Linked DNA regions of Hordeum vulgare: region 1 is linked to region 2. Evidence: chromatin contacts called from public Hi-C data. All regions are on one chromosome and are shown on one strand. Each heading gives the region's core, a stretch centred on a gene start, on an enhancer-like site or on the middle of the called end of the contact. The rest is flanking DNA. Distances are from core to core; before and after follow the strand shown.

Region 1 (6,556 bases), core at 3,214-5,713, 650 kb after region 2:
TCTAGCGGAAAAGATGTGTTTGAACAAACCCCAATGGGGAGGGCAGCCGATGAAACACTCGCACAAAACTATAAAGGCAGAAAGATGGGCAATGGCATTCGGAGGAAAATGGTGAAGTTGGGCCCCGAAGTGATTCATGATGCCCTTGAAGAAAGGATGCGGGGGCAAAGAAAAACCTCGATAGACGTGGCTGAGGAGCAAGACGCGCTCCCCCTCCCGGGGCGCCGTCTCGACCTCGTTCTCCGCCGGCAGCCTCCAGGACTTATGCACGATCATTCCGTGCTCCACCAGCTGCAGCAGATCCCCCTCCGTCACCGTGGAGGGGAGGAAGTCGCCCTGAATCCACCCCGCCGGCAGCGGCCGCTGCCGCCGCTGAGCAGGCGCCGCCGCCTTGCCCTTCTTCTTCCTCGCCTCCATCTTGCTGGTCTGACCCTTGGTCATGGAGGCGACGGCGAACCCTCGGGAGGAAGGAGAAGGAAGGAGTGTAGGAGCGCTGGAGGCGGCGAGGAAGACGGAGCAGGTGAGAGCGAAAGATTCGGCGAGCGTAACGAAGAAGCCTCGCCGCCGAGATTTAAATAGGGTTCCGACTGGGTCACTGGCGGGTGGCCCCGAAACCTTATCCGCCCGACCGGCCACGGCGATATCAGTGGAGGAGTTGAAGGCGCGAGAATCGAGGCGTCAGGCGCTACTCGAGCGCGCCGGTGTCATCCCCGCTGGACGCGCGGAAACCGAAATTTGAAGATCCCGGAAAATCCGCCGCTGTCAGTTGACCGGTCGCGTCAAAAGATGCCGCAGAAGCACTCGGCTTCCGACAGTCTGTTTCGCGAGTACTTCCACTCGGATCGTTGGTCAGAAAAGATAAAATGGATCGAGGCAGGCAACGCCCAAGCCAAATCTGTTCCAGTCGGATCCAAACTTCAAGCACCGCTTCGTCGTTTCAACCCCAATCCATTCGGGGACTAATGATGGGGTAATAGTCCTAGGGTAGGGTCATAGGCCTTCCATGTAGGTCCTACCCAAGGACTACCCCTCACAAAGGACAAGGCCCTTAGTCAGTCCCGACTGAATTAAGGAGTCTCCATCATCCAGTCGGTAACAGGTCCTCAACCATCCAGTCGGAGACTAGCATTCGGAGGATACCAAGCTAACCGACTGGCTACACTCGGTACATCGTAACCTCTGTGGAGGGAAACGGCCGTACTTTTCCGGGTGCATTTATTGGCATTTAGAGCATACGTTACCTGTAACGTACGCATTCAATCCCCACTACTCCACCCCTGTACCGGAACCGTTGTGGAGGGCAGCGCACTCTATATAAGCCGCCCTCCCCCACTGGTAAAGGGGTTAGCAAATCATTGTATTCCATATTCCACTCGACAACAAGCTCCGAGAGCACTGAGACGTAGGGCTGTTACCTCCACCGCAGAGGGGCCTGAACTCATACAACCTCGCCGTAGCTAGGACTCTGCCCATCTCATTCGTACCTTACACATCTACTGTCAGGCTTATACCCACGACATCCACCAATCACTTTCTCCTCTATGTGAGGGGAACCCCTTGGATCTTGATCTTGGAGTTCTTTGTGAGCTCCTTGTTCTTCCTCTCATATTTCTCCATAGCTTTCGTTGTTGTGGAGGGATTTGAGTGTGAGGGACTTGACCACTTCGTGTGTTCTTGCCATTGCATTGGTTGCATCGGTTTGAGTTCTCCACGGTGATACGTGGAAGTGAAGGTTGAGAAGCTTATTACCTTTGGTATTGTTCTTCGTGGATGCTTTGGCATCCTAGAAGCTTGGTGGTGTCTCGGAGCTCAATCATTGTGGTGTGAAGCTCCAGGCAAGCGTCGGGGCCTCCAATTAGGTTGTGGAGATAGCCCCGAGCAATTTGTCCGGGTACCGGTAACCGCCCCCAAGGGTTGCCACGTGTACGGGTTCGGTGACCGCCCCCAAGGTTTGCCATTTGTACGGGTTCGGTGACCGCCCTCAAGGGTCCCTTAGTGGAATCACGGCATCTTGCATTGTGCGAGGGCGTGAGGAGATTACGGTGGCCTTAGTGGCATCTTGGGGAGCATTGTGCCTCCACACCGCTCTAACGGAGATTAGCATCCGCAAGGGTGTGAACTTCGGGATACATCATCGTCTCCCCGTGCCTCGGTTATCTCTTACCCGAACCCTTTACTTATGCACTTTACTTTGTGATAGACATATTGTTTATTGTAATATATCTTGCTATCACTTAGTTGTTTATCTTGCTTAGCATAAGTTGTTGGTGCACATAGGTGAGCCTAGTTGTTTGTAGGTTTTGTGCTTGTCATATTAAACGTTAGTTTTATTCCGCATTTGTTCAAGCCTAAACCTTAATTATTTTAAAGCGCCTATTCACCCCCCTCTAGGCGACATCCACGTCCTTTCAGCTGCTGCCCCTTCCTCCACTTGACCGCGGCCCCTCCTAGGGGGTAACCCTAGGATGCAGCCCTCCTCTCCCTTTCCCCTTTATATACAGATGGAGAGAGAGGTCTGCAACACACCAATGCCACGGCGTAGCCCTGTCTCTCTCATAGATCAGTTTTCTCCACTAGATCGGTTTTGGTATTGCTTGGCGAAGCCCTGCCTGAACAGCTCCACCACCATCGCTGCCATGCCGTCGTGCTGACGGAGAACTCATCTACCTCTCCACCCTCGCTTGCTGGATCAAGGAGGTGGAGAACGTCATCGAGCTGTACGTGTGCTGAACACAGAGGTGTCGTCCGTTCGGCACTAGATCGGGACGGATCATGATGGGGTCGCGGGACGGATCTTGATGAGATCGCGGGACGGATCATGATTTGGTTGCGAAGACGTACGACTACATCAACTGTGTTATATAAGCTTCCGATTAGCGGTCTACAAGGGTATGTAGATGCACTTCCCCCTTTCGTAGATGTTGATCTCCATAGATTGATCTTGGTGAGTTAGGATTTTTTTTTGTTTCCCATGCTACGTTCCCCAACAGAGGAGTGACGACAAGCATAGCGATGTCAGAAGAGCCATCCATGGTGCGCAAGAGGACGACAGGCGGGTGGAGGCGCGAGGGTTCTTGCGAGGGGTGGGAGTGAAACAATCGTGGTTGGGTGTCGGGTTGGAGCCACTCGCTTTTGCGGCAACAACCAATGTGTGATATTTTTGCAGTACTTCGAGTTGTATTCCAGTGTTGCCCAATTTTGTCTGGAATTGTTTTGTGGTATTGAAGGGCGTTTTTCCCTCCATGTGCACAAAAATAGGATTACTATTGAAGATGCTCTAAATGTCCAAACCTACCCAACTTCTGTTAGTTATTAAAAAACATTTTTTTGTGCTATCATATATCAGGCCTTGTGTGATGAAGAACTTGCAGAGCATGTGATGGCAAATGCCCCCCCCTCGACGGTTGCGAAGGAGTGGATGTTCATGCTTCGATAGTCGCTTTTTACCGACGTGTGTGAGGTGCTCTTCTGCGGGATGCCTGGTTGCTTTGAAGTCGGAGCTGCGGCAGAGCGAGTTCACGTGGCAACGATGACATACACTCAGTGACCGTTTGCGGTGGGCGCAAGTCCAATATATCCCCTTGCAATGCTCGTCGTCCAAGCCGGAGTAGTTGATTGTCCACGCCTGGCTATCTATTGGCATGTGCTTTGATAGTGGAGCTGTGATGAAATCCTAGTCGCTTGTTCAGAGGCAACGGATAATAATGATGACACTTGTGACTCCTCAAGAAATGTCCTTTTCTTTTTGCAGCCATGTGTTCCATATTTGTGACGAGGTCGGCTGGTGATGCCCATATTTGTGGGCTGGGTTATAGCAGTTTTAGCCTGATTTTTATGCCAACTCTTATTTTTTTTCTTAATCAATGAAAATGAGAAGCCTTTTTGCCTTGTCTTTTAAGAAAAAAATAACTACAAAACTCGTTGCGCAAGTCCAACATATTTCCCTTGCAATGCTCGTCGTCCAAGCCGGAATTGTCGATTGTTCGTGCGTGCGGAGCTCTATGATGAAATCGCAGTCGCTTGTTTGGAGGCAACTGGTAATAATGATGACACTTGTCATTCTTCAAGAAATGTCTTTTCTTCTTTGCAACCATGTGTTCCATATTTGATGACAAGGTTGGCTGGTGATGCCCATGTTTGTGAGCTGGATTGTAACAATGTTAGTCCGGTTTTAACCAATCAACTCTCACTATCTTCTTAATCAAAGAAAGTGAAAAGTCTTTTGCCTCTGTCTTTTAAAAGAAAGATTACTACAAAACCCGTTGCAGTCTTGTTGTGCCATGTGGTTGTGTATATTTGTGTTCAAGACGTCCTGGTTGCTAGCTGTTTTCCTTCAATCTTACATTCCCCGAGTGTTTGGCAATTTTGCGTGGACAGACGACCACGTTCCGTACTTGTGGATAGCAAAGTTTCCAGTTTGGAGACACACCTCGAGAGAGACGACGTGGCCGTGCTGCCTCATTGGATGGATGGCCACCGTGAGCAGAGCAGCTATCTACACTCTCTCACCATTTGCGTCCGCCACCACCGCTGCCACGGCTGGCTCGGCACCACAAAACAGCACGCGCTTCTTCCCCGCCCAAATCGAAAGGAGCAGCCGGCACACAACGCCCCCCGGCTCGCCTCGGAGGACTCACCGAACCCCGAACCCTGCCGCGAGAGCCCGCCGGAGGACAAGGTGAGGTGCCGACCGAACCCCCGCCGATTCTTCCGGCAACCGTTCCTCGCCTGGATTCTGCCCTGGTTTCGCGGGTTCTGTGGTGGTTGTTTCTAGGACCATTTGAGGACGGGGATTTTAGCGCTGTGCGCGCGCGCGCGCGTGGAATTAGGTCGTAGTATCAATAGCAGCTTCTCAGTCTGTTCTAGGCGGGTTTGATTTGGTTCATTGGTTGGCTGGTTTTGGTCAACAGTCGTTTCCCCAAAATTTGCGATGCCCTGAGATTATTATCATTGGCTTCTGTAACCTGTGATTTTAGTACGCGGGACAGAGGAATTGGGTACTGCATATGTAATCTAATCTAGGTTAGAAACGTGGGGTTTGTGTGTTTACCAGTTTGGGTTGATTAGAATTGTTTTCTCCCTATATCTATCAAAAGTAGAGCAGAGGATATGACCTTCAGAACTCTGGTTTCCAGTTGAAATTTAGGAAGTAAATACGGCTGTTACTTGTGTTGCATAGGTAGGAATTGAAGTATAACTGACGCGGCTTCCTTCCATCCCCAGATATCATCGCTTATAGCTCTTTCAGCATGGAGCTCTTCACAGCTTCTGTATCTATTTCACCACATCGCCCCGGTATATCAACTTCTAGCCGTCCAGTGCCATATACTCGATACGCCGGTTCAAGATCCTGTGTTCCCAAAAGGACAAGGCGACCTTCACTCTATGTCATGAATGCTGCATCAACTAATGCCCCGCTCTCTTCTCGGACCCTACCCACGCAAACTAATGGCGCAGCTGCGAAAGGCATGCCCAGCAAAAAGCCAAACAGTGCACTGGAGCAACTTGATATCGAGCGTGGTGTCTGCGTGCCTTTCCGAAAGTACTCCCCGGAAATGGTATGGCGCACCACGAACGTTTGTGTTTACAAGGTTGGTTTGCTGAAATTTGGTTTTAACTATGCCCATTTCCGTAATTGATAGGTCAGGAGTAAAGTCTTGGGATCAAGTGGCTCTGTACTATCCCTCGCTAGTCGGGGAGTGGAGATCATTTGGAAACTAGGCTTCTATTGGTCATCTCTGGTGTATGACTACTTGGTTGGGCGGGATGAAGAAATCGTTCCATTCCGTGCCCGCCAGCTCCGCAATCTTTTATGTGATCTCGGTCCGTCATTCATAAAAGCAGGACAGGTTATATTCTTTTCCCTTTCTGATAATTGCCGTCGAAAAGTAAGATTTCACTTGTGCTATCTGTTTTGTATTACGATCCCAACACTGTCTAGTTGCATTATTTTTTCAGGTTCTAGCTAACAGGCCTGATATTATTCGTGAGGATTATATGAGTGAACTGTGTATCCTACAAGATGACGTTCCTCCATTTGCGAACCAGGTACACGGTTGCAATGGAATACTTTTACAAATTGTTCTGGACAGTGGACACATATTGTGGTAAGGCCGATGAAATCAGGATGATTAACTAAGCTGTGCTTATTGCTGTATACCTGGTAGGTGGCCTTTTCCATAATTGAGGAGGAACTTGGCCAGCCTCTAGAACAACTATTCAGCAAAATTTCATCAGAGACAATAGCAGCTGCAAGTCTGGGCCAAGTTTACCGTGCCACACTAAGGGAAACTGGCGAGGATGTTGCTATCAAGGTTTGTGGTCCTTTCATTTTCTTTTCTTACTTGAGATACTCTGACATTTGTGACTTGATGCACCATTTAGTGGGGTTCTTTACAGACATAACTATAAACATAGTCTATCTCCTTCTCCCTGATGAAATTTGTGTCCTTTATAAGCCTCCATCAGAGACAATAGCATCTTTATAGCCTGCATCATTCTTTTTTTGACGGAGCTACGGCGGGCTTACGCCGGCCTGAACCAATTTCATTAATAA
Region 2 (6,514 bases), core at 1,661-4,160:
TCAGTGAACTATTTTTTTGTGGTAAAGCACATAGGGATTATGGTATGTCAAAGACCTAAATATGCCCTGAAGAAAACTGGAGTGCGGCTAATTCTACTTAGATATCTTGGTAAAAAAAAGATAAATTATTATCACATGCAAATATGGAATGAATCTCTACCTGGTTAAATGGACGAGTTTCAGTGCAGAAGGCCTTCTCCAAAACTCCTCCAGAGTGAAGAGCACGAATAACCCCAAGGGCAGTTCCATAACCAGCGGTTGCAAGGCTAGATTAAAAAAGCAATAGACTATAATTGGATAAGGATATTGAGCATCAGAAATAGAAGAACAAAAATTATTACTTTACCTGCCAGTATTACAATGGGTTAGAACAGAAATGTTTTTTGAACTTCCAAGCTGCCGTTGAAGGAATTCAGCTCCATGCAAACCAATTGCCTTATTATCAGCCACATCATCAACTAGCATAGTCTCTGCAGCTTCAATGAAGACCTGGATAGAGAAAAGATAATTAAGCAGGTTAGAAATTAGAAGTCAAGAAGGCGCACCAACAATTTCATCAACCACGGGGATAACCAAATTTCATCATCCATGTAGTCACAAATATATACCACTCGAAAATTTATGAGGACATAAAATCTGGTAAGGCAACATGGGAAAATATTTTTTAGAAGGAACAATAGTTTTTCAAGCGAATAAGAGGAAAAACCAGTTTTTTTTAACTCATTATCACCTCGTAACTTCTAATGGTCAGTATTTATGGAATTCTGCTATTTTTCAGATAAATAAGTAGTCTATTATGCAAGCATTCAAGACACTTGGGCACAAAAGGCAGCCATTGCTAGTTTCTTGCTAGCCACCAATTGCAACCAATCTGTCATTAGTTGAGACACTTGTACAAAGTGGTTGATCAAACAACCCTACTGAAAACCAACCAAACGCCACAACCAATTAGCCACATCCAAACAGGAGAACTAAGAATTCACCATGTCTTCAAGGAACTGGGCAAAGTAGTGAATTCGCAAGCAAGGGCATATAAATACTACCAATTGATAATGTTCTGACAAGTAGGCTCAATGCTGGAAGTTTGGAAATTAAGCCTCATGCGACCTACTATCATCATGTTTGTTAACTTCCTGTTTAGTTTCAAAAGAAACATAAAGTTCCAGCCTTCCAGGACATATTAACTCTATGGTGCTGGCAATTAAGCGCATATACACTGGTCACGATGAGTGGGTTTGTTCAGGTCTTGAAGGACTACTAGTGAGCAGGATGATACATCAAAACTATTAATCCGCTTAGCACCTGAAAGATAGATTTGGCATCTTTTGCTGTTTCAGCTGTTGTTGACACCAAGTTCTGAAGCTTTGTAGCAGCATCAGACAGGTTCACTGCTGTGGGCCGGCTGACAAAGAAATTGAAGTAATCATTGATTAGATATGCATGGACAGAAGTAGAAACTCATTTCAATGTAAAACACGAAGGATCAAACTTATCGCGCTTAAGGCCCTGAGGTTCAAACATGAAACAGTTCAATTATTTTTACCTGGATACAAGGTATTCCAACTTCTTGGAAACGAACGAGGCTGCTTCCGCAGGTGTACCAATGAAATTGTGATCATTAACTTCCACAGCCAATGATAGTGCTGCTGCTATGGCTATGGCAGGAGCACCACGGACAACCATGTCTCTGATCGCATTCCTGAATAGTGTCAATGAGTTGAATGCTCAGTGCGGACATAAGCACAAATATACTCTTGCTATGTGAGCATAAACCAAACTTGTTAGTATAATTTTTGTATTTACTCTCTCTTACTATTATTACATTACATACTCTGTTCTATCATTTCATCAGTGTCAATTCAAATAGGCAGGACTCTGAACATAATAAACCGAGTTTAACAATATCTTGAATTTAACAATATCCGTCCACAGTCGCATGATTTGGAGGTATTTAAAGTTTCAAAGGAGTTGTTTGACTTATCAGAATATTAGTATGGAACTTACAGGCTCAAATTGTATTTCCGCAAGCCTCTCGAGTTATCAGCAACTATTTCAGTAACAAACGGATCTAGTTATCGGGTTTGTCCTATAGAACAAGTCCCACTTTGCCAGTTCTGGTTTTGCAATAATTTTTTGTACTGCCAGCAAATTCCTTGTCTGGCTGTTTCGTTTCCCTTGACCTGCCCCGTTTCAAGCAATCCGGACCACATACCTGTCCTGTCCATCTCCCGAGCCCGATAAGCAACAAGACTCTTCTCCCACTTGTAAGCAGGCCCAAACGCAGCAGCAGCAGCATTATTGCCGCCCCCGCCGCCAGGATTCGCTTCCTCTATCTTCTTTATTTAATCCAGAGTGCCGAATCAATTCCCCGTGAACCCCCGCACTCAGTCCCAACAGCGCACATGGTAAAACATTTGCACGCAAAGGTCCTTTTTTTTGGCAAATCAAACTAGGTAATGCTCCAGTATTAAACCCTGGATTGACCTGTGTCCGCCGCTGACAACATCCATCCTCATATATACAGCAAAGAAATACTAGCAGTAGAGGTTTAGGAAGAAAATGGAGCTCACCATCCATCCGCGGAGTCCTTGACGTCGACGTAGACCTCCTCGAGGGGCAGCTTCCTCTGCATCACATCGAAACCAGAACGAATCAGGAACGGAAGAACCCGTCGCCGCTCGAGCGAAGGCGCGTGGGAGCGCAGAGTGCCGGACCTGATCGAGGAGGCGGAGCGCGCCGCGGCCGTAGAGGATGGACTGAAGCGCGCTCGATTCGCCCATTCTGGCCGTGAAATTCGGAGAAACTCGGACGGCTCGGATGGAGGAAGTGAGGAAGCAGGGGAGGGGCGGCACGAACTGCGCAGTCTCCCCCTTTATGCTGTCGCGTACCGCCCTCACCGTGTATATCGCCGCGCCGTAGCGAAACACAGGTTCCCTTCACCACTTTGCGGTTGAGCCCCTTGGGTTCCTCGTATTCCCGGTGTTTTTTCCCCTTGGGCTCGCTCTGCCCGCTCTGGGCTGGGCCTGGGCGTGCATCGTCATCGGCGTTTGACGTGGCTTTGACGACGCTTCCGACCGCTAGCATGGACGGAGCGAAGGAAACAAATTCATGTGAGTTGAGTTGGGCGAAGACCGAGACGTGCGAAATCATGCGGCGCCGCCTTCGCCATCGGCCGCCGTCAGCGCCAGGCGGTGGCAAGACTCACGCACGCATCGCAATAACGCGGGAGTTGAATGGCAATTTTGCAACAAGTAGACAAACACGGAGTGCGGGACATGACGAATCTTTGAGATTTGCTAGGGTTATGGGATGAGGGGATTACAGGGTGTCATGGCAGGTTCTAATTTCGGAGAAGCCCGCCATGGCTAGGGTGCTCGAGAGCACGTTGGGAATTTGCTGGTGTCCGATGAAAGGAGTAGTGTGCAAAGATCTAGGGGACAACATATTCTTGTTTACGTTTGGGCAGGAATCAGGCAAAAGGAAGGCGGTGGAGGATGGGCCATGGTGGTATGGGAAGGAGCTTATAGTAATGGAAGACTTTGATCCGATGAAGCTCATTGAAAAGTATGAGTTCAACAAGGTACCTATCTGGGTCCAAATATATAGGCTACCATTGGGGATGATGGATCATGCGTCTGGGGAGGATGTAGGAGGAGCAATCGGAAAGGTGCAGGAAGTGGAAACGGATGAAGATGGTAAAGCTGTAGGTAAATATCTGAGAGTGGAGGTTAAACTGAACATTACTAAGCCTCTGATGAGAGGAAGCATGGTGCAGATTGATGAGCGTGGAAGGAAGAGCTGGTGTCCATTTGCTTATGAGTACTTGCCGGACTTTTGCTACACCTGTGGTGTTATCTGTCACGTGGAGCGAGAGTGCAACACTAAGGTGAAGAAGGATGAGAAGGCCCAGTTTGGAAGATGGCTGAGGGCTGAGGTGGAAGGTAGGAGGACGGAGGACCGGAGTAGGAGTAGTGGTAGCGGCATCAGAAGCTCGGATGGGGGGAAGAATTTTGGCTTTGGCAAATGGGGTTGTGACAACCCGATGCCGACGTTCCAGAAGATTCCCCCTTCTTTCCGTTTTCGTCGTGTGTCTATTTGTCTTTTGTCGCATCATCATCGCATCATGCGCATCATCTGCATTGCATCGGCATCTCTGTGCCATCAGTTTTCAAAACTTGCATCCATTGTTAGTTGCCGGTTCTCGTCGTTGTCCGTTCTGAGCCCGACCGCACTCGCACGCGCCCGCGGCATCGTCAAAACCCTGTTTTAAAAGTGTGTTTAAAACTTTCTCTGATCGAGGTGAAACTTGGCACGCGGTCGTGATTAGTTATAGCTAGGCCGCCTGTCGAATTTCGTCGCGATCGGAGTTCCTCTGGTACCCGAACGGTCGACCGTAGCGGCACCGTATTCGGTCTACCGTCGGACGTTTGACGGTGTTTTAAAAACTCGTTGCCGCGTCGCCCGCTTTCCCTCTCATCTCCGGATACATACTCTACACAGCCACGCGTCCGCCCCGCGTTCGAAATTAGTCAAATCCGTCCGCGCGGTTGGATCCGGGGCGGAAAACCGCTAAACCTAGCCCCCCATTTGGCTATATATAGTTCCGTGTGTATTTTGGACAGCCAACCTGTGTCCACCTCGTAATCCACGCCCCCTCAAAACCCTAGCCAGCTTCTCTCCTCCCTCCAGCTGCCGGGCCCGCGAAGCCCATCCAGGGCCCGCCCGAGCCCGAATCGCCCCGCCGTCGCGCAAACCCAGCAGCGCCTCGAGCGCGCCCGCGTCCCAGGGGGAGCCCCTGCTCGCCGCATGCCTCGGCGAGCTGCGCCCCACGTCGCCGCACCTCCCTCGCCGGTGCCCCGCCTCCGCGCCGCCGGGATCTTCGCCGCCCTGCCTTCCACGTCGCCGGAGACGTGCAGTATCTCGCCGGAGTCCCGCGCGCCTCTGCCACAGCTCGCGCCGCCGCCGGGATTGGACCTCCCGTGCACGGATCCGGCCAGATCGGGCAGCCGCCCTCGCCTCCGCCCAGGTCCGGCAGTCACCGGAGCCTGGAGCCCCTCTGTCGGCTCCTTGCTGCGCCGCCATGAGCGTGCGGGAGGAGAATGACGACGTTCCAGCACGCGCAGCCTCCCCGCGACCCCTCCTGGGCCGACCTCATCCCGCCTGGGCCTGGCTCCCTCCGTCGAGCAGGCCCAGGTAGCGTCGCGCCTCCCACACGGCCCATCTCCAGCAGAACTCTCGGCCAACGTGAGAGCACCCCCCGAGCCTCTCTATCTCGCGCCCCAGGCGCCTCCTAGTTTTTTTTACGCGCATGGATTTCGGCCGAGTAGATATTTAGGATTTAATCTGAATTTAATTCTTTTTCGAAGGTAGACTAGATTTTCAAACCCCCGTAACTTTTAAACCGTAAATCGGATCGAGGCGTATTTTATATGGATTTTGTGTAGAATTTCACGTAGTATCCGTTTTTGCAACTTGCATAAATGTTTGATGAGGTTTGACCCACTGTTCTCCTAGAGTAACGTGTTGTCCCATTAGAATAGTACCCGTAATTATTTTCGCGCAAGACCGGGTTGTTCGTATGCCGTATTAGAAATGCCCATGTTTTAGGAACCTATTTCCCATGCATTTTAGAGCGGTCATTGGTATTTTTACGTGTAGGGATGGCGGGTAGTTTATTTTCCCGTGTATAGGTTGTTTTTCCCGCATTTATGTGTGACTTTATTTTGTTGTGCAACCCCACATATTTTATATGTTTCCGGGGTAGATAAATCCCATGGATTTTTCTGTGCAATTAGTTTTAGCTTTTGAACAAATTAGTTCGCGCAATATTTTGCCGTGTTGCCCTTTTGTTTATTTCGTAGGATTTATTCCGTGCTCCGTTTGATTAAGTTGTCAATTAGGGAGTTGTTCTTGGGTGTTTAGACTAGCCCATGGTATTTTTGGTTGCAATAGAAATGCATGTTTAGGTGTAGTTTGCTTTCTCTCAAGTTGCTAGAAATAGTGCTGATTTGGAGGTGCTGAAATATTTCTAAGTCTGGAATCTGTTATATTTTGTTGCTGTTTTGTTTTGCTTCTATCTTGTGATCTGTAGCTCTTTTGAGGTTGGTCCAATGGAGTTATTTGTACCCCTTGTGTTTCTCTAGCATGCTGTTAATTTTCATGCCATTTGGAGTCCTGTAGCTATAGGTTTTTCTGCTGTCAATATTGCTTCAGGCTGAAAACTGCACTTTCACGAGGTGTAATTTTCACGAAGTCTGAAATAGTGTGTGAGATACCATTTTGTGACTTCTTCTTCTAGTGATCCATGATGCCATGCTAGTTGTTGTTTGTTGTTTGTAGTAGTGCTTCTTACCCTCTTTCGTGCCATGCCTTGCTTGAGTTTATCGGAGTAGTGTAGCCCGTAGTTGCGGGGTGTAGAAAATGCTAAGTGGCTGATTTTGGCAGATTGTAGTGATTTCTTGTTTTGCTCGTAGTTGTTGACCCGTAGCTCCGATTTGAACGTGTTCTATATGAA

Evidence for each region. Hi-C and Micro-C count contacts between places; a contact is called where the count stands out from the background.
Region 1: a Hi-C map of leaf shows a contact between it and region 2, with 3 times the contacts expected there. The contact joins the promoter of LOC123447878 here to the promoter of LOC123447876 in region 2. A contact is called at or near these places in 2 of 6 Hi-C or Micro-C datasets (leaf and seedling).

What each region holds. Positions count from the first base shown.
Region 1 is chr4H:60,620,570-60,627,125 of MorexV3_pseudomolecules_assembly, forward strand. It overlaps LOC123447878 (protein ACTIVITY OF BC1 COMPLEX KINASE 1, chloroplastic), which reads left to right and starts at 4,464. Exons shown (of 15, transcript XM_045124587.1): 1 at 4,464-4,678; 2 at 5,224-5,558; 3 at 5,643-5,849; 4 at 5,959-6,048; 5 at 6,168-6,314. The coding sequence starts at 5,250.
Region 2 is chr4H:59,975,218-59,981,731 of MorexV3_pseudomolecules_assembly, forward strand. It overlaps LOC123447876 (methylthioribose-1-phosphate isomerase), which reads right to left and starts at 2,911. Exons shown (of 9, transcript XM_045124585.1): 1 at 2,715-2,911; 2 at 2,571-2,626; 3 at 1,544-1,699; 4 at 1,303-1,402; 5 at 347-489; 6 at 161-266. The coding sequence starts at 2,780.